6 separate regions of the Mus musculus genome follow, and all the other regions are linked to region 3. Evidence: chromatin contacts called from public Hi-C and HiChIP or PLAC-seq data. All regions are on one chromosome and are shown on one strand. The core of a region is the stretch at or near the end of the contact, and the rest is flanking DNA. Distances in the headings are between cores, read along the strand shown.

Region 1 (4,166 bases), core at 1,622-4,121, 480 kb after region 3:
GTGGATGAAACTCCCGAATTCTCCTTTTTGAGCTTGAAGATCAATCTGAGTAGGGTGGGCCCAAAGGAAAGCAGGCACTGTAGCCTCTGGGCCGGGGCTCTGCCATCTGGAAAATCTGGTACTAGTGACACTCTTGTTCTCCCACCTGGGGTGTTGGGCACCCGGTGAGTAACTGAAGAATGTGTTTGGTACTCAGACATCTACCCACTGAGCCTTCAGTCCTACAGTTGGTGCCTGACACTTGGTCTGTGGGGAACACATACTAATGTGTTTGTTCATGGGGAAGAGGAAGTCATTATTTGTCACCCCCAAAACAGCCACATGGAAATGCTAATCCCTGAAACCTGCTATGTCCCCACAGTTATTCCGGGAGAGCAGAAAGGCCAGCTGCAGAAGAGATGCGGGAGACTGGAGGCCCACGTCAAAGGTGAAGACAGGATACATTCATTCCGGGGCAGAGGGTGGGTGGAGAGCTGGCATCTGGTCTCAATAAGTGGCCAGTGGGACTCCAAAGCTCACAGGCGTCCCCACCAACAGACAGTGACGCCTCTTGGTCTGTCAACTCTGGGTGTATATGGTCATTTGTCACCTTCCTGGTCCTGTGTAACCCTTTGGGGTTTTGGAGCATCCCCGCCCTGTGTCCTTCAACTCCAAGGTGATGACTGACAGCTTGGGTCTCATAGGAATGGCAAAACAGTTACCTGCCCTTTGCATAGATCTGAAGGCTGAGCTTATCAACCCTACCTTGGCCTCTACTTCTGTAACCAAGTGATTCCTGTTACATCATTTCTTCTCCATAGAAGTGGGTGTGCCACATGAGCAGTTCCCCACCCCCACCACTCCCAGCTCATTTTGTTATTATTTTAATACCAATCTCATTTTGTGTTTACTGTGTGTGTGTGTGTGTGTGTGTCATTTTCTTTGGTTTTTGGTATGTGCAATCCTGAGGGCTTCCTGAAACCAAGCTGGGCTTATTTGTCACTCTGTCTGCCAGTCAGAAGTCATTATCTATGATTCAGCCGCACGTCTGCAATGGGACGGTAATTTGCGTTCATAATGATAGCCTGGAGGTGGCTTCAGTTCCTGCAGGGAATGATCAAGGGAAGATTAATCCAAGCCCTGCATACAGGAGCTTCCCAAATCCATAAGATGGCTTCTAGTTGTCTAGAGAAAATGGAAGGAAACAGAGAGGCTGAGGTAGCAGCTTGCCTCAGAGAGCATTTGCCAGACCCCAGCTGGTCCCTACCCAGACTCTTCTTCATTCTTTGCCCACTTTATCACTTTTTGGTACCCTCTAGTCAAACTCACGTGGGTGAGAACAGACTATGATTAAAGCTATGCGTCCCTTGTTATCATTTATTAATTTACACATGCGTTCGTTTAGCCGAGATCAGTCACACACCAGCTACATGTTGGATCCTCACTATTCCTGATGTATAGGGGAAGATGCAATAGGTCTTCTTTAGTTTATTTATTGATGGAAGCAGACAGCAGACAAACATACAACACAAACTGAGGCAAGCAAAGGAAATCTGGACAGTAGACCAAGGATAGAAAGAGCTGGGGTGCTGTTGTTTATCATTGGGTAGACAAGGAGCCATCTGTGACCTTGGCACAAAGACCTGTGGGAGGAAAAAACGTGAGCTATGTGGATGCAGGAGGGAGAGGTGTTTCAGACAGGGGTATAGGAGGGAGGCTAAGAATGGCCATCAAAGGCTCCGTGTGCCAAGAAAACACATGATAGCTTCCTCCCACAATGCTGCTGTTCGGATTGTTCTGTCACATGACCAAAAGATGAGACTGAGGTGCTGGAGAGACATTCAACTGTAAATGCTTGTTCTACAAGCAGGAGAATGAGTGTGATCCCCAGCACCCCCACAAAAAGCTGGGTGTGGTGGTCTGGTCTGTGCCTTTGACCCCAAGGCTGGGATGGCAGCAAAGAAGTACCTTGAGGCTCTCTGGACACCTAGCCCAGCCTAAATAAACAGCCCCAGGCCCTCAGGCTTGACACTATTTTTTTTTTTAACAAAAAATGGCCACTAATCCTGAGGAATGATACCTGGAGTTGCTCTCTGACCTTCACAGGTGTGTGTGTGTGTGTGTGTGTGTGTGTGTAAGCATGTCTGCCACCTCTCCCCGATATCCACACACCCACCGCCATCTGTCAAGATAGCTTTCCAGCACCTTTTAATTCACTTAAAGTTCTTAGAAGACACTTCCTGCCAGAGCAGAGTATTTAACTCATCCGGCATCCCTTGCTGCTTAGATGGGAGTTAGTAATGGCCAGAGGCACACTCACAGAGAGGCAGCTACTGCCATCCTTGGCTTGTGGTTATCAAAGAGTGAGCCAACTGCAGGCCTTCTGGTGGCCACTGCTGTAGCTGTAATCTCTTCCCCACCTTTGTGCTCAGCTTCTGAGCTTGCTGAGCCCTGATGAGGGAAGCTTCCAGGCCGGAGACAGCTAGAGGGGTGACCAGGGCCTCCTTTTCAAACTGGAAGAGCTGGTGTGGCAACATGACATCCTTCTTTTTCCTTTTGTTCTCTTTCCTTGAAATAGGTTGATGTCAAGGACAGATAAAGCCCACCGGCCTTAGCTGGATCTAACAGGCCACAACTGATGCTTCTTGCTTCCTGCAGTGGACTTCACCTGCTCTCCCTGCCTGCCCACTCTTCCAGGAAAGAGCCTTGGAGCTTGTGCATACAGAGTTTGAATTTCCACCTCTTTAGCGACAAGTTGGGAATTGGCCTGAGGCAAAAATGAAAGAATGACCCATCCAAAGAGCCCATGCTTACCTGTACACCCTTACCCCAAGAATGCCCAAGTCCAAAAGACCCCAGTTTCCCTAATGGGTAAAATGATCCCACATGTGCCCTGGGGGCCGGATGCCTGAGGCTCCAGTTTCACAAGGAAATTGTTTGAGAGGTATGTTAAGTCAGAAAGCTACTTACTGGCCTTGGCATGACTCCTCTTGGAGAGTAAGTGGACACCAGGCTGGCTCTTTACAAAAGTAAACACACATCCATCTCCTAGAAGATTCAGGACACCCATGTGGCCGGAGCAGGCCTTCTTCTGCAGCCTGCGTGGCCTGAGCAAGTTAGCGAGGCATCTGTGTGCTTGAGACCTGGATCCTAGCTGGGCAGTAGTCTATGAAATTGAATTTCATAGGACTTAGAAATCTTCCACTGTGCTTAATACTCATCAGAAGAGCAGCTCTCAAAAACAAGAAGGAAAAGAAAACAGGAGATCTAGATGTTCATGAGACAAAAAGAGAAATAAACAACAAGACTCCCCCCTCCCCCATATTCTTGATGGTTTTGAACTCTGGGGCACTCGGCAAAGAGCTGGGGGTTCTGCGATGGCCTCTGTGGCAGAGCTCCCAACCCTGCCTTGCAGTAAGCTGCCCTGAGGGGCAGCTTCAGCTCAAGGCTACTGGTCTGGATATCTGCTTTCATGAATAAATGTGGATCCTTGGGGAGTGGCTTCAAAATAAGCCCAAAAACACAAACTCTTTGTACATTATGTAAATTTCTGTTTGTCTATATAATTGGCAACAACTGGGAATTGTAACCTCTGTTCAAAATCTCTTTTAGCTGAGCTCTTTCTTCTGTGTCCGTGGTGAGTATGGGGGTGGGGGTGGGATCAGACTGTGAGTTCCCATGTAAACTCTACTCTGCAGGCCCAGCTGGGAGAGTCTGCCCACCTCCCCACCAGGCCTCATAGCAATGAGAACCTGTCTTTGGGCATGTTCCAAGGGCACCACGTGGAGACACTTTAGCTATTGTGTGAAGTGGAGCCTTAACCAGATGGTAAACTTCAGAGGACCGTCTCCTAAGTTATTACAGGTGTGAACGTGCCTGCTTATTGAGGGTGTGTGAGAGAGTGCTGGTTTGCTGGGGGGGAATGTACAGTTAAGAGAAGTAATTATTTATTGGGGAACTATTTTCTACGTAACTCCTTTATGGGATCTATTAAAAGTAAAGGCACTGTAGATAGATAGATAGACAGACAGAAAAATAGATTTTAAATTGTGTTCAAAAATCCAAACCCATATCTCTTAGTAGCTAGAAATTGTTTAAATCTCATAAGCACTATTTGGCACAGTGGCCAGATTGTATTTCAAAAACAAATCCACTCACTGTGAGAACACTCAGGAGATAAGTCAAAT
Region 2 (4,165 bases), core at 132-2,631, 290 kb before region 3:
CTTGCTCCATGTCTCAGACAGTTGAACAAAGTCCCAAGGCTGTGAGCGCTCCAGAGTAGCAAGTCAGCGGAGTTTCAGTCCACAGTGAGTTTGCTCTCTAGTTCTAAGATGTGTTTGGGGGTGTATGGCACACACAGAAGAGGGAATGGAGAACCTGGGTCAAAAACAGTCTGCTGTGAGAGCCCCCAAATAGCCATGCAGCTGAGAGAGCCCCCAAATAGCCATGCAGCTGAGATCTAGGAAGAGGGCTGTAGAGGCTGTAGACCAATTGGCACTGATTAACAAAGTCAGCTGAGGAGGAAGGAAGTCTTGCATATATCCTTGAGAGAAAGCTCTCTCTGTGTGTGTGTGTGTGTGTGTGTGTGTGTGTGTGTGTGTGTGTGTGTGTGTTTGTATGTGTATGTTTGTGTGTGTGTGTGTGTGTGCTTGTATGTGTATGTTTGTGTATGTATGTGTATGTGTGTGTTTGCGTGTGTGTATGGGGGGGGGTCATCCTTATAACCAAGCACATACCTAGGGAGGGGCTAGAAGATTCACTTCTTACCTCATCTTCTAATTTGCCCTTCTGTACTAACAGGATAGACCTAGACATATGATCACCCAGAATAAAGGCCCAGCTTACCTTGCAGCTACATGGGGTGGTATGTAGATTTGGGCCATAGTGGTAGGAAACACAATGTGAGCAGGAGAAGTGGCAAGAGCCCTCATGTTCCTTTATTCCCTCTGCAATGGTAGGGCTCGGAGCAGCCATTTTGTATGGTGAACTAGAAGCCTGCATTGGCTACAGAAGAGTGAAGTGATGGTGTTGGTTGGGGTTGGGGTGGGCAGGGAACAGGGTCTCTGAAGACTATGTAGATGGCACAGCTGCCTGCGAAGTGAGAACCATGATTCCCGTGTTACTAAGACCTTGCTGACTTTGGGTAGGTTGTAACAGCCAAATCTGTAATGTGAGAAACCCATAAAGCCCTTGACATAAACATACACCCTAAATAAAGACAGTGTTGCTATGTATGAAACACCACTTGGAAATCCTGTGGCCTTCTCCTGCCAGCAGGCAGCACCATCACACACACACACACACACACACACCCTGCACACAGACATACATGAAGAGCTCTTTTCCCACTGTACCAGGCTCCTGCTTCCATCAGGGCTGGGACGGAAGAGGGACTGACCGAGGGAAAAATGGCAGAACTCATTTAGAGGAGAGTGGAGATTGCTAGCCCTTCAAAGCCTCCAACCTTCACCTCTGCCTCCTTCTTCCTCACAGATGGGACCAATATGTAAGGAACCCCAGGTCAGTCCCCATGAGAGGGGCCACTGACAGCAAGAGCCTGGAAAAGACTGCAGATAGGCATACCAGGATGTCAGCAGAATAATTCACGAGGCTCCTCTGGCCCCTGTGGAGAGGGCGTGGGGCGGGGCTGCCTCTCAATGATCTCAGCCTCCCTCCCAGCCTTTCCCAGAAAATCACAGGAGCGCTGCCAGCGAGGGGCCTGCGGCCGAGGCCCCTCCAATGCAATCAGCCGTAATAACTTAATAGCCTGAAGTTGGGGGCTCCTTCTGCAGCCCAGCTCCTTCGCCCTCAGCAGCCTTGCTCATCTGAGGAGCCTCCCTCCCAGCCTGCCCTCCCCATGCCAATTAGTTCCCTCTCTCAGGGATGTGTCTGCGGCCTGCCTCTCTGCTTCACTCACACTAGTATCCTAGCGCAGACTAGAATGCTAACATAGGAAAGGTTATGCTAACCCACATCCAGTTGTACCCAGAGCAATGAGAGAAGGTGCCTCAGTGAGCCAGGAAGGCCGCCACCGGGGAGGGGATTCAATATGCAGTATTTCATGTTGGATTAAGTGTACTGTGCAGTTGAACACAGGGGCTGGAGCTGGGAAACAAATGTTCAGATGTCTTCGTGGGTGACCTCCAAGCTTCCACGGGCCCCTCACTCCTCTCATAATTCAAACTTGTTGGCTTGGAGATGCAGCTTGGAATTCTATGATCTGTTCACAGCTCTCCCCAGCAGCCAGGGTTCCGCTCTGGAGCCCGCACACTGACACATTGGGAATGGAAGCCCACGTTTCCATTTGGCCGGGCAGAGAACCATGTCTGAGCTCATCTTCCCAGGAGCTCTGTCTCCTAGCAAGGGGAGGAGGGGAAGGGATCTGCCCCGTGTCAAGCACATAAAGACCATTACTTTAGAGAGAGCTTGCTCTTCAGGGGACAAGGGTCTTTCTTTTTCTATGCATGTTTCTCTCCTCCCCCCCCCCAATCCTGTCTGTCTTTCTCAGGCTCACTTACTCTCTCTCTCTTGTACATATGTGTATGTGTGCATATGTGTATATTGTGTATATATGTGTATATATATAATGTGTTTGTTTGTGTTTTATAGGCCAGAGAACAACCTTGGGTACCATCTTCAGAAACAGGGTCTCAGGCTGGAGCTTAACCAGAAACCAGTTAAGCTAGACTGATGGCCAGTAAGCCCCGCCCCCCCCCCATACCCTCCTGCCTTCACCTCCCCAGCACTGAAGTTACAACTGTGTACTATCATGCCTGGCACTTTACAAACAGAACCACCCTCCCAGCCCAAAGAGATCGCCCAGCCTTTGGCAGCCTACATACACATTCATTCATTCATTCATTCATTCAAACAACAAAGTCTCTGATCAACTCTGTCTAATGGAATTCTTAGAAGCATTTAAAACTTATATTCGGAAATAAAAGTCTGTGCCCCAACCCAGGCATGGAGACCCTCCTCATAGACCCCAGCATCCCAAACCCAGGAGATATGCTGGAAGTGACAGAAGCCATTTCTGAACTTGGGGCTTCTGTTTTGTTCTTTGTGTGACCTCTCTCACAGGCTCACTCTGATGAAACCGAGAGGCCCAAGTGGTAAGGAGTGGCTGTCTGTCAATAGACCCTCCAGGGTCTTTCTCCTCTTTCCTCTTCCCTGACCCAAGGGTTTAGGATGAGGCCTGAGAACGCCCCCTGACCAACAGGTCTTGGGGTGACCTATTGGGGACTGTTCTGAGCACCCTGTCTCTAGGCAGTCTGGTCCCCTATTCAATGTCCCAGCAGGACATGAGCGGTGATGAAGAGGTCGTTTCTCCTGTGCTGTGTCTTGCCCTCAGTTCTCACAGCTGGCCCTGTCCTTCTTTGTCAAGCAGGAAAAACAAGCAGATGACCTAGTTCTTGCCCTGAGAGCTCAGAGCCTGCTGTGCCTCCTGGGAAGCCAGCAGTCAGGAGAAAGCTAGGCAGAACCCCAGGCTAAAGCTTCAACAGTCAATGGGGCCCAGCTGGGTGCAGAAAGCGCTGGTGGCTTCTCTATTCTTTCAAACCCTACCTCTGAGGCCACCTGAGGACTGTTATGTCTATGACTGGTCCAAATTCAGTCTTCACAGAACAAAAATGTCTGGTTTCTGGGGCATCTTCCAGATGTAGGAAGCAAAGACCTTTAAGATACCACCATGAGATGGACTTTTAGCCAGGTGTGGAGGTACAAGTCTATGATCCCAGCAGTGGGGAAACTGAGGGACAAGAGTGGCTAGTTTAAGGTCAGCTTGGGCTAGGAAATGGCCATCCCCTATCTCAAAAGCAAACGGTTTATTGTAAACCAATTCATGACACCTAAATTATGGAACCAACACAAACACTCAGCAACAGAGGGAAGCATAAAGAAAATTGTGCTCTGTGTACAACTCGACGTTTTTCCCCAGTCAGGAGACATGACAGAAGAATGAAGTTCTGTCATTTACAGGAAAATAGTTGCAGCCGGCAATGATCATGTCAAGCAAATTAAGCCAGTCCCAGAAAGACAAATTTCATGTTTTTTCTCATCTGTGAATCCTAGAGTTTCTAGACAGATAAAGCCACATACGTACATAGGTCATGGAAATAGGTGTGACCCCAGAGAGTGAGACCCAGAGGGCTAGTGGAGGAGAAAAAAGAGGACAGAGGGCATGGGGGAACAAGCTCAACGTACATTATACACTTGCTTGAAGATGGCCTTACTTAGCCCTGTATAATAAAATAAACTTTCAAAGGAAAAATGGGCTTTTTAGCCGGGGAGACGTGGGGTTTGGTTGGGGCCTCAGCAATCGCCCTCGAGCACAGCAATCTTGTCATGCTTGGGGTACTACCCCAGCAATCCATCCTCAGAGCCCCCACT
Region 3 (4,061 bases), core at 562-3,061:
ATGCCTCGCGCCATCGCCATTACCTACTGGCAAAATGTCCGCGGTGTGCGCGTGCCGCGGGCGCGCGGCAAAACAAAAAAAAACAGAACCCCAAAGGCAAACAATTAACAAAAAAACCCTGCCCAGGAATAATCTGCAGATCCCAGACCTAAAGCATTTTATGATTATTCGCTGAGCCCACCGGGCAATGTGACTGTATAAACTCCTGCAGCTCTGAGCCCACCCCGGCACCGCAAGGGGCGCGCAGCCGCAGGCTTTGTGACCGCGCTTAATTTCGCCTGGGTGGACTGTTGCAGTTCAACGTATAGCAAATGCTCTATGGTGCTCACAACAGAAGGAGGAGGGGATAAAAGGGGGCTGGAGAAGGGCTTGAGAGAGGAAATGAACACGGAATCCGCAGCTGGCGCTGGTGGCTGGAAGATGCGAGTCTCGGCAGCTGTTGCCACCATGGCACGGTTGGTCGGTGGGTTAAGTGCATTTCAGGTTTTCTAGTCTGCGAGACCACCCTAAATGGGCCATCAACTACACCCCAAATCTCCTTTTGCCTTTACCCAGAAGACAGAAGTACAAGACCTGAGCTAGGTGGGGGGTCTTCCGGTAAGCCTTAAGCCCCCTCCCCTATTTGCACGAAAGCGGCAAACATGAATAACTCCTAAGGGGGCTTTGCTTGATTTTCTGCAGTGCACTGCTGAGACCTTTATTTCTACTGCATCACCGTCCATATAAACAGAGCAAGCCCTGACTACAACACACTATACCACTGTTGAGAGCTCCGAGGTGTAATGGGGATGGGGGACATTGAAGGGATTTGCTGGAGCCATCCCCAACAAACAGCAAACATAAACATTAAAAAAAGAAAAAAAAAGGAAAAAAAAGAAATAAAGAAAAGTACCCTAGAGCATTTACGAAACAAATTGCGTGTTTACATTCGGCACTTCCTCACCCTGTCTCTACCCTTCCGGTGGGCTCACGACCACCTGTCGCATTTGTGTGTGTGTGTGCCTCTACCCCTTTCCTTGTATCCTAAAGCCTCCATTTCCTGACTTGGAGATGAGTATGGGTAATTGCCTGAGTGTGGGGTCCTTAGATAAGGAATTTACCGCATACTGGGGTAATCTGGGGTGATAAAGCCCTCCTGCAGTCCCTCCTCCCCTCGAGAAGAATCAGATGGGGAGGGAGGCTTTCAGCGTCTGTACTCTAACAGACCAATGCCCACGTCTTGCGTCACGTGTCCCAGCAACGCAAGAGAGCTCGCTCGCTCTCTGGCCAGGGAAAAAGCGAGCTAGAGAGACTCGGAATCAGTCCGGGAGAGGAGAGGACGGAGCCGAACGTCCCTACAAGGCCTCCGCTCATCAGCCCCCTTACCCAAAGTCGGGAGCAGCCGGCACCGGGAGCCAGCTCCCGGAGCCGGCTCAGCACTGAGACCTGCGTCCTCTGGCGGCAGAGAAAGAGTTCTATTTACGATTTTCGAGACGAATCGGCACGCTCTTAAATGCCAAGAAGGCGGAGCTAAAGTACAGCAAAGTACGAAGAGAGAACAGAAAAGTTCCTAAAGTTGTTGGCCGACCACAGCCCGAAGGGGTAAGTGTAACTAGGAAGGTGACAGACTTCACCAGCAAGAGATGACTCACTTCAGCCATGGTCCTGGGTTCTAGCCCCTGATTATCTATCCTTACAAAGTTTGGAAACTGAGGCTGGAGAACTTTCCAACAAAAATTTGAATTTTTTAAAAAAAAATTTTTTTTCACCCTAGTTTGGCTGGGTGCTCCGTCTTACGGGGCCCCAAATTTATTTTGAAAAGTCGCCACCGTGTTATGGGCATGTTCAACTGCCTCCACGGCAATAATATGTCAGGACAACACGATATCCCCCCTGAAGTCGGGGAGCAGCCCGAGCAAGAACCTTTGGAAGCCCCAGGGGCAGCTGCCCCCGGTGCTGGGGCTGGCCCAGCCGAAGAAATGGCGACCGAACCGGACTCCGAACCGTCTAACAATGAGCCCGTCCCCGACGAGACTGGCAGTGAGATCAGTGGACCCCCAGAAGACTCCAAATCTGACATCCAAAGCCCCTGCCAGGCCTTCGAGGAAGTCCGAGTGGGTGGAGACTACAGCCCACCTCCGGAGGAAGCCATGCCATTCGAGACACAACAGCCCAGCCTGGGAGATTTCTGGCCCACCCTGGAGCAGCCAGGACCATCTGGGACCCCATCAGGCCTCCAAGCCTTCAACCCAGCGATTTTGGAGCCCGGGACCCCCACTGGCGCGAGCCCAGGCCTGGGAGCCTATACCCCCCCACCAGAAGAAGCTATGCCATTTGAGTTCAACGAGCCTGCCCAGGGAGACCATAGCCAGCCTCCCTTGCAAGTCCCAGACCTTGCGCCAGGAGGTCCGGAAGCATTGGTCCCCAGAGCTCTTCCCGCGGAGCCCGGGAACATCAGATTTGAAAACGCTGGCTTCCGAGAAGACTACAGCCCTCCCCCTGAAGAATCTGTGCCATTTCAGGTCGGTGGAGAAGAATTCGGGGGCGATAGCCCACCCCCAGGACTCCCGCGAGTCATCCCACAAATCGGCATTGGCGGCGAGTTCCCGACAGTCGCGGTCCCGAGTGCGCTCTGCCTCGCTCCCGCCGAGAACGCGCCTCCCCTCTGGGTCCGAGGCGCCATTGACAGACCATTCCGCGAGGCTGTCAGATCTCCTCCTAACTTCGCATGCGACAGCCCCCCGATGGAGATCACCAGACCCCTGCTTGAGATTGGCAGAGCCTCCATTGGGGTCGACGACGACACCGCTGTCAATATGGACAGCCCCCCAATCGCAAGTGATGGCCCGCCCATCGAAGTCTCGGGAGCCCCAGATAAGAGCGAGTGCGCAGAGAGACCCCCAGTTGAGCGAGAAGCAGCCGAGATGGAAGGAAGCCCTACCACCGCCACTGCGGTGGAAGGAAAAGTCCCCTCTCCGGAGAGAGGGGACGGATCTTCCACCCAGCCTGAAGCAATGGATGCCAAGCCAGCCCCTGCTGCCCAAGCCGTCTCTACCGGATCTGATGCTGGAGCTCCTACGGATTCCGCGATGCTCACAGATAGCCAGAGCGATGCCGGAGAAGACGGGACAGCCCCAGGAACGCCTTCAGATCTCCAGTCGGATCCTGAAGAACTCGAAGAAGCCCCAGCTGTCCGCGCCGATCCTGACGGAGGGGCAGCCCCAGTCGCCCCAGCCACTCCTGCCGAGTCCGAGTCTGAAGGCAGCAGAGATCCAGCCGCCGAGCCAGCCTCCGAGGCAGTCCCTGCCACCACGGCCGAGTCTGCCTCCGGGGCAGCCCCTGTCACCCAGGTGGAGCCCGCAGCCGCGGCAGTCTCTGCCACCCTGGCGGAGCCTGCCGCCCGGGCAGCCCCTATCACCCCCAAGGAGCCCACTACCCGGGCAGTCCCCTCTGCTAGAGCCCATCCGGCCGCTGGAGCAGTCCCTGGCGCCCCAGCAATGTCAGCCTCTGCTAGGGCAGCTGCCGCTAGGGCAGCCTATGCAGGTCCACTGGTCTGGGGAGCCAGGTCACTCTCAGCTACTCCCGCCGCTCGGGCATCCCTTCCTGCCCGCGCAGCAGCTGCCGCCCGGGCAGCCTCTGCTGCCCGCGCAGTCGCTGCTGGCCGGTCAGCCTCTGCCGCCCCCAGCAGGGCCCATCTTAGACCCCCCAGCCCCGAGATCCAGGTTGCTGACCCGCCTACTCCGCGGCCTCCTCCGCGGCCGACTGCCTGGCCTGACAAGTACGAGCGGGGCCGAAGCTGCTGCAGGTACGAGGCATCGTCTGGCATCTGCGAGATCGAGTCCTCCAGTGATGAGTCGGAAGAAGGGGCCACCGGCTGCTTCCAGTGGCTTCTGCGGCGAAACCGCCGCCCTGGCCTGCCCCGGAGCCACACGGTCGGGAGCAACCCAGTCCGCAACTTCTTCACCCGAGCCTTCGGAAGCTGCTTCGGTCTATCCGAGTGTACCCGATCACGATCCCTCAGCCCCGGGAAGGCCAAGGATCCTATGGAGGAGAGGCGCAAACAGATGCGCAAAGAAGCCATT
Region 4 (4,190 bases), core at 165-2,664, 380 kb after region 3:
TTGGGGTCAGAGGTGGCTGCCAAGGTTACCCACCTCCCCATCCTCACTGGCAGGGAGTCGTGCCCAAGTTCATAGTGGATGAAAAGATAGGTTCCTAGATAGCCCCCTCTCTGCTAAAACTCTTAAAATGTTGTTTGTTTGTTTGTTTTTAACTTTCAGTTTTGTTTTGTTTTTTGTTTTTTTTGTCCCAGCCCAAAGGCATTAGCTTTTGATGGCTACGAGGCACCTGACATGCTGGAGACGGACAAAGCCACCTCTGAGCACGAACATTTGAAATTATTAAGTGTTCATTAAAGCACCCCCGGGCGCACAGTGCTCTTAGGGATGTTAGCGTCTCAATTTTCTATAATTTCCTTATTTTTCTCTTCTAGCTAAAGGCAGATGAAAAACGAACTCGGTGCATTTGAGTCTCTGAATCATAGTTAATGTGCGACGCCCCCTCCCTTAACTGCGCTGTTTCCCTCTGCCTCCTCCAGTCTCCTTCCCTATCAATTGGATAAACTTCTTAATCCGTTTAACCCCTACTCTGACTGCCACTCGGGAAATGCATGCAAAGACCCCCGACCAGCTCTCTCTACACCCTGACTCGCTTTGGGCAGGGGTCTGCGGGCTGGGAGCTGTAGAAAAATCGAGAAGACTGCAGCACTGCATCCCCGGCGCCGGCAGGAACTCGGGGGCAGCTGTCTGGCAGGTGGCTGCAGGCTGGGGTGCAGAGCAGACCCTACGCAGCCACCCACGACCCCCAGCCCCATCGCTAGGCTTCCGGGGGGACTAGGGAGCTGCGGCTGTGCATGGACTGTTCTGGAAAAACACCAAGCTCCAATCCCCCTCCCATCCGCCCTCCTGTGACTCTGGTCTTACATGAGCAGAGAGGGAACAACAGCTAAAAGCTGTTTTTCTCTTTCCCTTTCTTTTTATTTTTTTGACAACAACCTCACATAACCTCAAAAAGTTACCCATGAATTTACCAAAAACTTTTTATGAAACTACTTTAACCTCTGGTGGGGGTTAAAAACAAGCTCTGTGGATTTATTATCCGGGGGAAAAAAAAAAAAGCGAAGCATGACTCTGTATTTGCTGGAAAATCGTCTACCAAGCTTCAACGGCGCCCCCTACAGCTGCCTGCGAGGAATAGCCAGCGCCGACTGCAGCAGGAGCTGCAGGCTGCCCAGGACCTGGCAGGACCTGATCCCCGGCGGGTGATTGGACCCCCTCCACTGCACCCCGGGTCTGCTCCGAACCCGGACACCTTGCTGGGTCTTAGTTTATATTTTTTGAAGTTCAAATGGCTAAACCAGGAGCAGGCTAATCGCCAGCAGGGTTTGTACTGCCAGCCTCGGCTGGACCCCTGCAGAGCAGGCGAAGCTTACAGTCTGAGCACGCAGGCGACCCTTGCTTGTTTGTTCCTTTTTGCTGCTTTCACGTAAATGCCACCCAGATGTACTGAAGGAAGAATGATGACCCCCAGAGGAATAAGGACAGGAGTATAGGCAGGGGCCTCGTAGGAGGCTGAGACCCAGAGAAGCTGAGCATTGCAGAGAGCAGGGTGAGAGATGGGAAAAGAGAAGACCGGGGGATGGGGTGAGGGTCCCTGTGAGAAGGAACGTGGATATGGTCAGCAACCACCCTCCCAACTTCAAAACACCCCAGCTCTCCCTCAGAACCGTGTTTTTAGGAAGCACATGGAAGGAAAGAAAGAAAGAAAAAGAAAAAGAAAAAAAAAGCCGTTCAGAAAAACAAATGTAAATCAGAGACAGAGGAGCGGGCGCTGCAGCCTGCCCAGAAGAGGCAGTAGCATGCGGCACTCAGATTCTCTGGTCCCTCACACCTGAGTCCTGCTGCTAAGGACTGAGCTTTGCTTCAGAACTGAGAGAGAAAGAAAGAGGGAGGGAGGGAGGGAGGGAGGGAGGAAGGAAGGAAGGAAGGAAGGAAGGAAGGAAGGAAGGAAGGAAGGAAGGAAGGAAGGACAAAACCCAACAAAACAAAACAAAACAAAACAAAACAAAACAAAACAAAACAAATGCAAAAACCAAACTATCATCCGGGTAATCTTAGCTCCTATACAGGGAGAAAGCCAGCTCTGGTCTCTATGAGAAAAATCTAGAATTTGACAGTAAATAGATCTTCCAGTGTTTACATGATGGTAATTCAAACTCTCTCTCTCTCTCTCTCTCTCTCTCTCTCTCTCTCTGTCTCTGTCTCTGTCTCTCTCTCTCTGTCTCTCTCTCTCTCTGTCTCTCTCTCTGTCTCTCTCTCTCTCTCACACACACACACACACACACTACTGTCAGAGATCTTTATTAAGGGGGGGGGGGCTCACTGCCGTTTCTCTTTGTCATCTAACACCCACACATTCAGCATCTGGCTTAGGAGAGCCAAATGCCAAACGCAGTTTGTCTGTATCCTCTTTTGGGACTCACCGGTTGGATTTGAGGGGAAAATTCCTTTTCTTTCTCCCTTCTGGTCCTGGAGACTATAGGAAGACAGCTGCTTCTCCACACCCCCAACTCCCTAGAAGTCCCGTGGGGAATGTGGTGGCACTTGGGGGAGGTGGGCTTTCTATTCTTATCCCAGAAAGGTCTGTACCCGTCCCCTCCTGATAGGTATGTGTCCTTTCTTCCCAGCTTCTCACTGAACCGGGTCCATTTCGAGTTTGTCACTTGCATCCAAAGTTACATTTGTGATTTGGGGGCATCTTTCCCAAGATGGAATTTCTGGGTATCCCGTATCTCCCAAACCCCCTTGCCCTGACCCAGCCTAGGCTTCTTCCTGCCCTTCTGACGGTAGAGCCTGGTGTTCTGATGCCTCTAGTGGTGGACTCCAGTATAGCACCCTGTTGCTTTAGCAGAACACACGGGCATTCCTACTTTGTCCACTAGCTATTTCCTGGGGAGCTGTTGTGGCTTCTAATCGTACCTTTCCTGTTTTCTCTCTCCACGAAAGATCTGGCTACATAGCCCAGGCTGCCTCAAACGTACGGAACTCCTCCTGCATCATAGTTGCCACCCACCAGGCTTTACCCATTGTTTCTGAAAGGGCAATCTAAAATCCCGTTGTGTCTTCCTTGTATCCTAAAACGTTGAACGTTGCAGTGGAGACCATAGAGAACCAAAGACATGTCTGCATCTACCTCTGCTAAAGTGGGTTAAATAGACTATGCTTTTGACTCTCACAAGCTCACACGTTCATGGCTCAAGTGAGAAAGGTGGTATATGTTTTCATCTGGAAGCGATTGTTCTCCTTTTACAGTTGCTTCTGGGTTCTGCTGGGTTTCCATGCGTGGTTTCTACCCTCTGCTTTCACTCTGTCATGCTAGCACACGACGCTGCTGTTCCTAAGTGGCAGAGGAGGCTCTTCATTTTCTGCTATTAATTTTTATCTGTTGTGTTCTGTTGTACTTAATTTTAATTAATTGAAGTGACTCATTATAAATACAATGCATAATTTAAAAAAAAAACTAAAAGAGAGAGGGAGAGAGAGAGAGAGAGAGAGAGAGAGAGAGAGAGAGAGAGAGAGAAATCCTCTTAGTCCATTCTAAGTAACTGCATTTTGAAGCTCAGAATGAGCCCTGTCTGACATGTTCTGGAAACTTCTCTGAAGGGCAAGTTTGGCTTTCTCTTTTGTTTGGTTTTGTGTTGACTTTTCCTGTCAATCGATGCCTTTTCCGCAGCTGGGTTAGCAAGACTGGAGTTGGTTTCAACAGCTTGAGCTCCCAGAAGCTCTCGCACACACGCACATCCTTCTTCCTTGCTCCTCATCCCACCTCTCCATTTGAGGATCTGCCTTGCAGTCGTCTGAGGAGTTCGATAAGGAGGGAATTGATGGCCGCGAGCACAGCAGAATGGGAAGCCAGAGGAATTGATGCAAGCTGCAGACGGCTATTTCTAGAAAAGACTAGCTCATTCCATCAATCTGATTTGTTTCTCAAATGTAGATCCATTAGAGGCTTCCTGGGGGAACCAAGCCTTGTATTTAAGTCTACCATGAGGTAATGTTAGGTAAATCTTTCATCCCAGCGTCGAAGTGAGCAGGAGGGTACTAGGGGTCAACTGACATTCAAGAATATATGCCTCCCTTCACTCTGGGGTCTAAGGAAGCTTCAGTGTCCCTGTGGGTTAGGAGAATGGCTGAATATCCATCACTGCTCTTGGTACCAAACGACTAAAATCCAACTCAAAAAGACTTAGGCA
Region 5 (4,379 bases), core at 1,107-3,606, 360 kb before region 3:
ATTAATGTCTTCTGATGTGATTTTATTTGAAAGAGGAGTCGAAAGGCCTTCCCAGACAGAGTCAAGTCTCCTTAAAAGAAAAATGTACAGGAAATCTATGTGATACAACTGAAGGTTGCTGGGTAGCAATTATGGAGGGGGTCTCTATGGAGATGGCTCAGGAAGGGCTATTAACAGAAATCACTTTCTTTTACAATCTTTCAAGTTGCAACTGGGATTCGATCAGAAATACACCCAGTCCCAACATGTACCTAAACTTCAATTCTCTGTCACTAGGGAGAACCGTCACTGTTTATATGACCCAAGTCAATTTCCCCCGTGGGTGTTTGTTTTTTCCAGAGTTTGCCAAGTTGCTCGGCTGTCCTTGAGTTGTAAGGCAGACTGAGTCCTGATATTCTCTGAGACAGGGTCTCTCCACTCAGTGCTACTTCCTGGTGCTTGAGACTTGGTCATGCAATATGGCAGGGCCTCCTGGACACCGGCGGGTACCCAGCAGACCTGCTGGCCTCCAGCCTCAGATGCAAGGAGCAGTCTCCTGCCGCAGCAGCAGCAGCACGACATACAGTGAGTGGGAAGGTAAAATGAGATGCAGGGGTCTTCCGGAGAGGTCGTATTGCTGGTGGAGGACCGTGGGTGCAATTTTGTCTTCATTTGCATGTGTCATCATGGCCCCCTCCCAGGTATCCCTTGGAGTGCCCTTCAAAAAACAACAGAGGGCACAGCCTGTGAGTGTGCTAGTGTCGTTGCCAGCCTGTGCCCTATGATGTGAGCAGGCAAGCAGGCAGGCAGACGTGGACTTGAGCAGTTCAGCTCATTGTGGGGTATGGGGTAAGACACATGAGAACACTGACCTTGCAGCATGATGAGACTGCTAGAGACTTGGTATTGACTCCTTTGGACTCAGTAGGCTTTATAATCTGTGCTCACTGGAATTCCAAACCATGTCAAGTATTGGAGGCCCCCTGTGTTATTTGTATGAGAAACAGGGTCCCACATGGAACCCCCCCCCCCTTTTTTTAAAGACAGGTTGTCAAATAGCCCAGGTTGGCCTCTAAATCACTGTGTGGAGAAGACGACCTTGAACTTCTGATCCTCCTGTCTCCACCTTCTGAGGTTATAGATGTGGGCTACCAGGCCTGCTTCATGCACTGCTGGGGTCTTACGATGCTAGGAAAGCACTAAGCTACACCCTCGAGTCCGGAAGGGCATCTGGAGGATGCCTACTTAAGCTTGTCCCATGCCCCTCCTTAGCTTGTGGGATCCCCTAACACATCAAACAAATTAAAACGAGGCCGCACTTTAAGGAAAATTTGTTTTCAGTAAAGATATTTAAGAGAACTTTAATGATTTCTCTTTTTAAATGATCTGGCTGTGGGTAATTTATGATAGTCTCAATTACCTGTGATTTACCCCACAACCAATAGGCATCTTCAGATTCCCCGTGCCTGTTTTCTCAAATGTAATGAAACTTTATGATTCCTCTATCAGGAAGGAAGGCTGCGTGCCAAGGAGACGGCTCTGCTGCTCTTGGCAGGCGTTTAATGAAGCATGTGTTAATTTTGATTTTGCAGCTTTCTTGTCGAATAGCAGAGCCGATCACTTCACTTCACGTTGAACACAATTGCATGGACGCCAGAAAAACACACGCCCGAGACCCTGAAGGGGAGCCTTTCTTTACCACCAGGTCCTGGGGGGTGGGGGTGGGGGCATTCCAGAAGCTGCAGGGCCATCTCAGTGCTGCAGGGAGGGCTGGCTGTCAGTTGGAACAGCATCTAGTTTCCTCTTTCTTAGTTTTTATAGCGGTAAAAATTAAGTCTCAACATCTGGAGCCCCACATGTGTGATGTGCAAACACCCAGCTCCAGTGCGCACGGCCTTCATTCCTTATTTCTTGATTAATTTATTGGGCATCGCCACTTTGCTTCTCTGTTACAGCAAAGAAGCTTAATTGCTTGGAGGAGAAAGGGTGGGGGTCAGGGGGGGGAACAATGAGAAATTAAGCATAATTGGGTGACATTTCCTGACAGATTCTAACACAGGGCCCCAAATGAGAGTCCCACTCCCTTATGCCTAGCACAGGTCTCTTTTCTTCACAACCTGAGGCCACTGGCCTCCCAGACTTGTATGGTAATATCTGGAGACATAAAAGGGAAGAGGCAATTAAAGATGGACACGTGCAGCTTCAGGGCTGACGTTATCGATGGCTTTGTGATCAATAGCGCTATTTTTATTTGGATTGCTGGGTGAGAATGAGCCATGGCCACAAAATTTAGAGAGCCCTACAGAGGCTCTGTAAACGTGCCGTAACTCGGTGTCAGGCCGGAATCACGGCTGATTTAAAGGCTGGGGGCGTCGGAGCGAGGAGGGGTTTCCATCACTGTATGCCCAGGAGAGGAGCTGCATCTGCCGGCTTCCAGGCCCCAGGTGGAGCAGAGCTGCTGTTTATAACAGAATTTGGCCGTGGGTGAATTTTAATCTTGGGAGCCACTGATTGCTTTAGGGCTGAGCTGGGAGAGTCGGGCCTAGCTGGCCTTTGTTCCCAGAGCACTACCAAGGACTGCAACAGCCCCTGCACCCTGGGTTTTGCTACTTCTGTTGTTTCCTGTTATTTATCTTGAGTGGATACAATGTATTTTGGTCATGTTCACCCCTTGCCCTGTCTTATCCATTCCCTGTGCTCTCTGTACACTTCCGGTTTCTTCGCAACGCCCCCAACCCCACTTCCGTGTCTACTTTTCTCCCCTTTCTGTGTCCTGCTGAGTTGAATCAGGATGTCTGCATGAGCGTAGCAAAGGGGATTACTGGGGTATGGACAATTTACCAGTCGCTATCTTGCTGAAGAAAAATGGCCTCTCCTCCACCAGCAGCCATCAGTTGCCCCATAGTTCCTTGACTAGGAGTGCTCCACACGTGTCCCCCCTCCAACACTAATGTCCTAATGTTCTCGTGGGAGAGGTCTGAAAGGGAAGACACAATAGCTAGGAGCTCTGGATAGCTGTCCTCTCTAGGGAAGCCGCCTTCTATTAATGTCATATTTCCTGGGCGCTAATGACAGAAAGAGGCACAGTGTATGTGAGCTAGACCCCCCCCCCCCTCCAGCTTCTACACTCTGCTCTTGACTCTGGCTTTTGCGTTAGCTCTGGTCAGCCAATACATTCATTGCTTCCTATACACCGAAAGTAAAGTCTATATGGAGAGGAACTGCCAGCGTATAAACACCAGGTCCCAGACTTATGGTTAATAAATAATACATAACTGGAAGACTGATATCTACTTAACCAACGTTTCATATAGACTGCCTTGTGGGATACTATTTCAGATACACTGGGTTTCATTAAATATATGAGTAAAATTACTTTTCTGTTTTTACTTTATGGTTTTTGCCTTTGCTATTTTAAAAAGGTGTTAAAAATTTAAAATACAATATGTGTAGGGTTTTTTTTTTTTCATTTTTGTTATAAGGCACAGGTCTACAGGAATAAAGGAGGAACAGGGATGTAAGACAAAGTGTTTCAGGTCAACCAGCATGCTAGTGGCAGGTCCTTTTGGGCGCTAACAACATGACCACCCAAAATGGGCATCTCTGTGTGGATCCTGTCTCGTATTGGTGCTATATCAGCAGACTCTGGCCGAATTCTTAATCCAGCTCTGTGTCCCTGTCTTAGTCACCAAAGGCTTGTATGGCTTTCCCAGGGGATGATATTCTTGGTTTGGTACTCTGGCACACTGTGGTTGATATGGGAGAGGCACGGCAGCCTCCTTCCTAATGCTTATTTAATTATATTTAATTAGGAATCTTGTCATCTTTTTGCCTGCAATTGGTCTCCCGAGACCATCTGCTGCAAAGAGTTTTGAAAAATCTAAACTTTATTTCTTGCCATCGATCTGTGTCGCTAATGGGTTTGAGGAGAAATGATGTCATCTGTCCTTTGAGCTTGGAGCAGCGGGCCAGAAGAGAAGCTGTGTAAAGGTGGCTGAGCCTGCAAGACTGCTCTTTGGAGAGCTGGGTGGTTCACCTCCTTGTTCAGGGGCTTGACCAGAGTGCAACTGGGGTCAAGGGACCCTAAAACCCGCCTTGGCCCAGTGTGAAGTCATTGATCAGCACTGAATACATAGGATTCTGAGTTGGCTGAGGGGCTGTGTGTGTAGTCTGGAGGGTGGCCAGTGGATTTAATACTGGATCTTCTCCTCCTGGGTTGCTGAGTTCTCATAGGGTTAGATGGAGGGCAGAGACCTTCCTCCACGGCCACTGATAGGGCCCCTTGTTGGAAGACTTGGACAAGCCTGACAACAAGAGAGCCATTACTTTTGCAGGATCAGCTCCCAGCTGAGCAGTTCCAGGAGCCCCCTGTCTGCTGCCCCCGCTCCAACCTTTGAGCA
Region 6 (4,757 bases), core at 287-2,786, 450 kb after region 3:
GCCCTGCTTGAGTTCCTGCCCTGACTTTCTTCGATGATAAAAAGGGATGTGGTAACATAAGAAAGGAAACCCTTTCCTCCACAGTTTGCTTTTGAGAAACCTTTACTAAGAAATCCTGTCTATCTTCAGTCAGTTTTTCAGTTCTTCTTTCCAGGCACAGGGTCCCCCAAGGTCCAGATCACCTAATTCAGACTAACAAGAATGACCACCAACATCCATTTTGTCCATGTTGAGAGGCCATTGCCAGGCTCCTGTGCTGGTCACATATAAGAGGAGGTGACTGAGTTGAGTACCACCAGAAACAGACTGTCAAGTGCCACAGATGTTTGTGCAGGGTGTGAACCTGCTTTCAAGTTCTCTGAGGTCATGACTCACCTGCCTCTTATCTCTGGGATAAACCTAGGCTAGCCAGGGATGGGAGGGGCCTTCTGATTACCATAGAATCTAGCAGTTGGGTAGTCAATCTTACAAGGCAGTGCATCTGACTGGGGAGTCCCTGACATCCTTTGGTGGCGTTCCAAGTGACCAGAACAGTGCCTGTAATGAGTCAGTTCTAGATGGAAAAAGATTTCCCAAGCCCAGGAGAGTCCTGCAGGGTCTTCAAGGAGGCACTGGTTCACCTCAGGTGTCAGCATATCTTACCCATGAGCACTCTCATTCACATTTCAGATGTCAGCTCAGCTCTGCAAAATCATTTGATGAGAGCTACCAGTACTGACATGTGCTGTGGTCCTAAAGATGGCAACAGTGTATGCCTGACCCTCAGAGGTCCCTTCACATCTGAGGGCCATGGTAGGACAGGGAGATGTGACCACAGACACAGGGAAGGTGAGAAAACTCAGGAATCTGGCAGCAGACAGACCTAGCTCTGGCCCCAGCATCTCATTTCTTAGCTTTATGACCCAAGTCCAGCTACTTAATCTTTTAGTTGCTGTTTTTCTCTGATGGTGAGCACACTCAAGAACATCTGTTCTGTGTAGACTATAAAGGGAAATAATGAGTCCAGCAGTGGAATCTTCAACAACTTGCAAAACCTCCCTCCACTTTCACCCCTGGTCGGGGGATGAGAAATGCACCCTTTGCTACCTGCATTTCTCTTGGTAATCCTGCGATGGAGACCTCACCTCCCATGCCTGTTGGTGCTATAGCACAACACCTGGTTTGAGGTAGACTGCGTACAGGACCACATGTTCTTGAAGCAGATTCATTCCATCATAGTGTTGATGTTCTAATTAATTCTTAGATTCTGCAAAGGGATTGACTATCTCCCAGCCCCACAAGCTAGGACTGCTTTGGAGAGATGCCATCTCAGCCCATCACCTGCATCATCTGCTCAACACGGAGCTCTCTGTGAGCAGTGGTGGGTCCTTGGATGATGGGAACACTGGCTGTGGCAGCAATTTGCTAGGCGACAATGAGACACACCCCGGCAGCCTTTGGAACCAGCACCAAGCAGTCTGTGCTGACACACCCTCTCCTGGGACGTCCCTTTGACCTTCGACCAGAATGGAGGGCATTAGGCAGAGATCCTCAGGACTCAAATTCAGAGTTGTCCAAAGGCAACCCCACTAGGAAGTCCGTTTGTTAGAGCTGCTCTCCTATTGGCTGCCCGTATCTGCTTATTTGCATGCCTGGTGTTCCCTCTTCCTGTTTCTCTTTCCATTTTAGTACCTGGGCATGAGCTGGGCCCTTTTTTGCTTCTACAGAAGACATTAAATTGCTGGGGTCTAACCCTTTGGACTTATGTTTCCACTCGCTGTCATCTCTACCGGTGGACTTTCCCCAGGCTGATGTTGCCTTCCTGCTAAAGAGTAGTTCTTAGGAGGAAGGCTAAGTGTTTGCCAGATGAGCAAGTGCTACTGCCGAAGCTAGATAAACAAGGAACGCTGTTGAAGCTAAAGATTGCCACAGCACCATCGGCAGAGGCAGGAAGTCTTCGGAGATTAGTCTCAACACTGGCCCTGTAGCACAAGGGATGATGGTATCCATATGTGAAGTTATTCTGAGGAGCATATTATTACACACATGTCATTTCAGTTAAGTCCTTCCCAACAGCGTGGGGAGCCACCAAGGCATTGTTATTGCTACCATTTTCTTCCCGAGGAGGAAGCTAAGGCTTGCAGACCTGAGCCACATGTTCACCACCCGTCTTCAGAGCTGCACCTGAATGAACCCGAGCTGGGGTGCTGAAGCCTTCGCCCACAATGTATCGAAAAGCAGGTGGAAAGGGGCAGCTAAAACCTTAATCTGTTAGTACACAGTAATATCCAGTTAGATCGGCAACTGTCACGCCTTGGGCGCATGTATTTGATTTTATAATTTCCTTTTGTTTATAACACGTGAGACTGGTCTCCATTTAGGTAACTGACGTCATCTCTTTCTAAAGCAAACATTTTGAAGGGATTTTTTTTTCTTAAATCAAGTAAAAGACAAAAGCAGCATGAACCCAGGCTCAGGCAATCATTCAGTTACAGCATAACTCCAGATATGTAGAAGATTATAGAAGACAACCACGTCCTAAGACCCCTGAGGCATGGCGATGCCGCCACTGAATGCCTCCTTCACAGCTGGAGACCCTACTCCCTTCCAACTGTGTCTGTCTCCCATTGTTCTCCAGCAACTCTCTGTCTTTTCCTTTAGCTCCCTGGCAAGCCACAGAGACTGCCACACCTCTGCAAGCTGCTGAGTACCAAACACAAGGCTCTGGATCCTCTGATGACTGATGGGCTCATCCCTGGTGGGCCTAACTGTAGTCACGTGACCTTACCCTGATTTCCGCATCTGTCGTGAATCAATCATTTATTGACAGCATCGAGGAAAAGGCAAATGCCAGGCTTGGGACTTATCCCGGGAGCCACTGGCATCCTCTCCTTTTAAAGGCTTGGTTTGAGCCATGGTGGCCAGGGTAGAAGTATAAATGACCAGCCTACCAGGGGTTCTGGGTTCTGAGGGAGCTAGAGAAGGAACAGAAGGAAGAACCAGGGGTAAATATGACAGCAGCTTTGGAAAAAGGCACATCTAATGCCTTAACCCACTTTGTATCTTTAATCTCTTCTCTGGTGATGGCTCTGGTGATGGCCAACACGTGTATAGCACAGCAGGTAGAAGATACTCACACTTTAGTGTTTTCATAGACTAAAAGGATACAAAGACAGGGGTGTCTAGATGCATGTCTGTTTCAGGTAAGGCTTGATCTGGGTCCTCAACTTGTGCCTGTGAAGACCCAGGTCTCTCATCTCTCCTTTCTGTTGTTTATGGCATTCCATCACTTGCAACCCTAGGTCCCAGAAAAAGAGCAGTCTTCTCTTTTCTGAACATCCAGTTGATGCCTCCTGGTATGTCAGGACTCCAACTTAGGGATGTGCCTGTCCAGAGAGTATGGTTTGTTTGTGAGACATTGGAGTTTATAACACCTAGGTTAGAATGGCACCCAAAGCCCCACCACTTTCATTCTAGCCAAGTCACCTCCTCCCGAGCCTCAGTTTTCATGCCTGAGAAATGGGAGGGTGGTGGCACCCACTTGGTAGATGGGTGTGAGCAAGCTAAGAAGTATCCACTAAGGGTAAAGTTTAGGGGCGAGGCTTGGGGTGCAGCAAGGATCTGGTAGGAATGATCTATGGCCCCTAATGATGGGAAAGATTCTCTCTAGTCATCATGGAAATTGGCATTTTGTAACTACTATGAAGAATGCTGTATCAGTTACTTTCCTTGTCACTATAACTAAATGTTTGACAGAAAACAACTTAAGGAAGAAAGGCTCATGATTTGAAGGTTTCAGCCCATTATGGTAGAGAAGGATTGGTGACAGAATTGTGAACCAGCTAATCCCGCTGTGTCTGCAATCAGGAAGCACACAGGGGACATAGCTTGTCTTTCCTGAACATCTAGTCAATGCCTTCTGGCCACTGAGGGTGAGCCTTGAGGTTTTATAACCTGACTCCATTCAGGTCTCTTGGGAAACCTGCCTTGAGCTTCATCCTCATTTTGGGGTTTCCCATCCTATTCTTTAAAAGGGGGCCCCTTCTCTTCACCCCATTGATATCTCTCCACCCAGGCTGTGTCCAACCTTTTCCTTAACACTCATCCATATGAGCTGGTTAGAATATGAAGTGTTCTTCCTAAGACTCAGGGGCCAGGAGAGATGGCTTAGCGGTTAAGAGCACCGACTGCTCTTCCAAAGGTCCTGAGTTCAATTCCCAGCAACCACATGCTGGCTCACAACCATCCGTAACAAGATCTGACACCCTCTTCTGGAGTGTCTGAAGACAGCTACAGTGTACTTACATATAATTAATTAATTAATTAAAAATTTAAAAGATTAAAAAAAAAAAAAACAAAAGCCAGGAATGGTGGCACACGCCTTTAATCCCAGCACTCGGGAGATAGAGGCAGGCGGATTTCTGAGTTCAAGGCCAGCCTGGTCTACAAAGTAAGTTACAGGACAGCCAGGGCTGCACAGAGAAACCCTGTCTCAAAAAAACAAACAAACAAACAAACAAAAAACTCAGGGGCCAAAGGCCTCTGTTCACCAGACTATCAGAGCTCTCTTCCAATCAAAGGGTTAACATCCTGATATAGTCACAATTTTATATCAATGTTGGGAGAAGTTAGTAACTAGGGTGGTGAGGCTTGGCTCATCCTACAGATGACTGTAACACAGCTTTGAAAGGAATAGTGTGTCCTTGGCCCTCTCTTCTGGTGGGCTTCTGCCATGAGGCGCCTTCCTTTGCTGGAGCTTACATTCTCTGCCATGATGC

Evidence for each region. Hi-C and Micro-C count contacts between places; a contact is called where the count stands out from the background. HiChIP or PLAC-seq counts read pairs in DNA pulled down with a chosen protein or histone mark.
Region 1: a contact with region 3 is called in an H3K4me3 HiChIP or PLAC-seq map of stem cell-derived neural progenitor cells, with 17 read pairs. The contact joins the enhancer-like site here to the promoter of Gnas in region 3. A contact is called at or near these places in 3 of 39 promoter capture datasets (cranial neural crest, liver and pre-B cells), 1 of 15 datasets of contacts at CTCF or cohesin (embryonic stem cells), 5 of 484 Hi-C or Micro-C datasets (LSK cells, cerebellum, induced pluripotent stem cells and 2 more), 4 of 115 datasets of contacts at active chromatin or transcription factors (cardiomyocytes, embryonic stem cells and stem cell-derived neural progenitor cells) and 1 of 9 other capture datasets (embryonic stem cells).
Region 2: a contact with region 3 is called in a Hi-C map of uterus, with 6 times the contacts expected there. The contact joins the enhancer-like site here to the promoter of Gnas in region 3. A contact is called at or near these places in 7 of 39 promoter capture datasets (the 3T3-L1 cell line, embryonic stem cells, epiblast stem cells and 2 more), 3 of 484 Hi-C or Micro-C datasets (embryonic fibroblasts, embryonic stem cells and uterus), 6 of 115 datasets of contacts at active chromatin or transcription factors (embryonic limb bud and embryonic stem cells) and 2 of 9 other capture datasets (adipose tissue and embryonic stem cells).
Region 4: an H3K4me3 HiChIP or PLAC-seq map of stem cell-derived neural progenitor cells shows a contact between it and region 3, with 56 read pairs. The contact joins the enhancer-like site here to the promoter of Gnas in region 3. A contact is called at or near these places in 12 of 39 promoter capture datasets (the 3T3-L1 cell line, the C10 cell line, cranial neural crest and 4 more), 10 of 15 datasets of contacts at CTCF or cohesin (the NIH/3T3 cell line, embryonic stem cells, hippocampal excitatory neurons and 4 more), 283 of 484 Hi-C or Micro-C datasets (the 3T3-L1 cell line, 3T3-L1-derived adipocytes, the 63-12 cell line and 137 more), 50 of 115 datasets of contacts at active chromatin or transcription factors (the HPC-7 cell line, the NIH/3T3 cell line, PVALB interneurons and 33 more) and 3 of 9 other capture datasets (bone marrow-derived macrophages, embryonic stem cells and embryonic tail).
Region 5: a contact with region 3 is called in a Hi-C map of the N1E-115 cell line, with 8 times the contacts expected there. The contact joins the enhancer-like site here to the promoter of Gnas in region 3. A contact is called at or near these places in 9 of 39 promoter capture datasets (the 3T3-L1 cell line, the HPC-7 cell line, embryonic stem cells and 5 more), 6 of 484 Hi-C or Micro-C datasets (the N1E-115 cell line, embryonic stem cells, nephron progenitors and 1 more), 3 of 115 datasets of contacts at active chromatin or transcription factors (embryonic forebrain, embryonic stem cells and stem cell-derived neural progenitor cells) and 1 of 9 other capture datasets (embryonic stem cells).
Region 6: an H3K4me3 HiChIP or PLAC-seq map of stem cell-derived neural progenitor cells shows a contact between it and region 3, with 22 read pairs. The contact joins the enhancer-like site here to the promoter of Gnas in region 3. A contact is called at or near these places in 9 of 39 promoter capture datasets (the 3T3-L1 cell line, the HPC-7 cell line, cranial neural crest and 5 more), 1 of 15 datasets of contacts at CTCF or cohesin (large pre-B cells), 2 of 484 Hi-C or Micro-C datasets (both in cortical neurons), 5 of 115 datasets of contacts at active chromatin or transcription factors (T-cell acute lymphoblastic leukemia, embryonic hindbrain, embryonic stem cells and 2 more) and 1 of 9 other capture datasets (embryonic stem cells).

Annotation. Positions count from the first base shown.
Region 1 is chr2:174,779,325-174,783,490 of GRCm38.p6, forward strand. Edn3 (endothelin 3) reads left to right here. Exons shown (of 5, transcript NM_007903.5): 4 at 362-427; 5 at 2,558-4,166. The coding sequence ends at 2,594. Among named protein-coding and RNA genes, the nearest start is that of Edn3, 21 kb to the left of the region's middle. Within about 2 kb of position 2,872, at least 13 of the 459 cell types and tissues checked have an H3K27ac peak or open chromatin away from gene starts, as enhancers often do. A contact at or near this core is called in muscle stem cells, where this site is marked.
Region 2 is chr2:174,007,055-174,011,219 of GRCm38.p6, forward strand. No RefSeq gene overlaps it. Among named protein-coding and RNA genes, the nearest start is that of Gm30143, 10 kb to the right of the region's middle. Within about 2 kb of position 1,382, at least 57 of the 459 cell types and tissues checked have an H3K27ac peak or open chromatin away from gene starts, as enhancers often do. A contact at or near this core is called in uterus, where this site is marked.
Region 3 is chr2:174,296,048-174,300,108 of GRCm38.p6, forward strand. Gnas (GNAS (guanine nucleotide binding protein, alpha stimulating) complex locus) reads left to right here and starts at 1,812. Exons shown (of 12, transcript NM_010309.4): 1 at 1,812-4,061. The coding sequence starts at 1,815.
Region 4 is chr2:174,673,052-174,677,241 of GRCm38.p6, forward strand. All of the region lies in intron 3 of Zfp831 (zinc finger protein 831), which reads left to right. Among named protein-coding and RNA genes, the nearest start is that of Zfp831, 32 kb to the left of the region's middle. Within about 2 kb of position 1,415, at least 147 of the 459 cell types and tissues checked have an H3K27ac peak or open chromatin away from gene starts, as enhancers often do. A contact at or near this core is called in B-cell progenitors, the HPC-7 cell line, the N1E-115 cell line and 45 more, where this site is marked.
Region 5 is chr2:173,936,200-173,940,578 of GRCm38.p6, forward strand. No RefSeq gene overlaps it. Among named protein-coding and RNA genes, the nearest start is that of Gm30017, 64 kb to the left of the region's middle. Within about 2 kb of position 2,357, at least 14 of the 459 cell types and tissues checked have an H3K27ac peak or open chromatin away from gene starts, as enhancers often do. A contact at or near this core is called in the N1E-115 cell line, where this site is marked.
Region 6 is chr2:174,747,010-174,751,766 of GRCm38.p6, forward strand. No RefSeq gene overlaps it. Among named protein-coding and RNA genes, the nearest start is that of Edn3, 11 kb to the right of the region's middle. Within about 2 kb of position 1,537, at least 29 of the 459 cell types and tissues checked have an H3K27ac peak or open chromatin away from gene starts, as enhancers often do.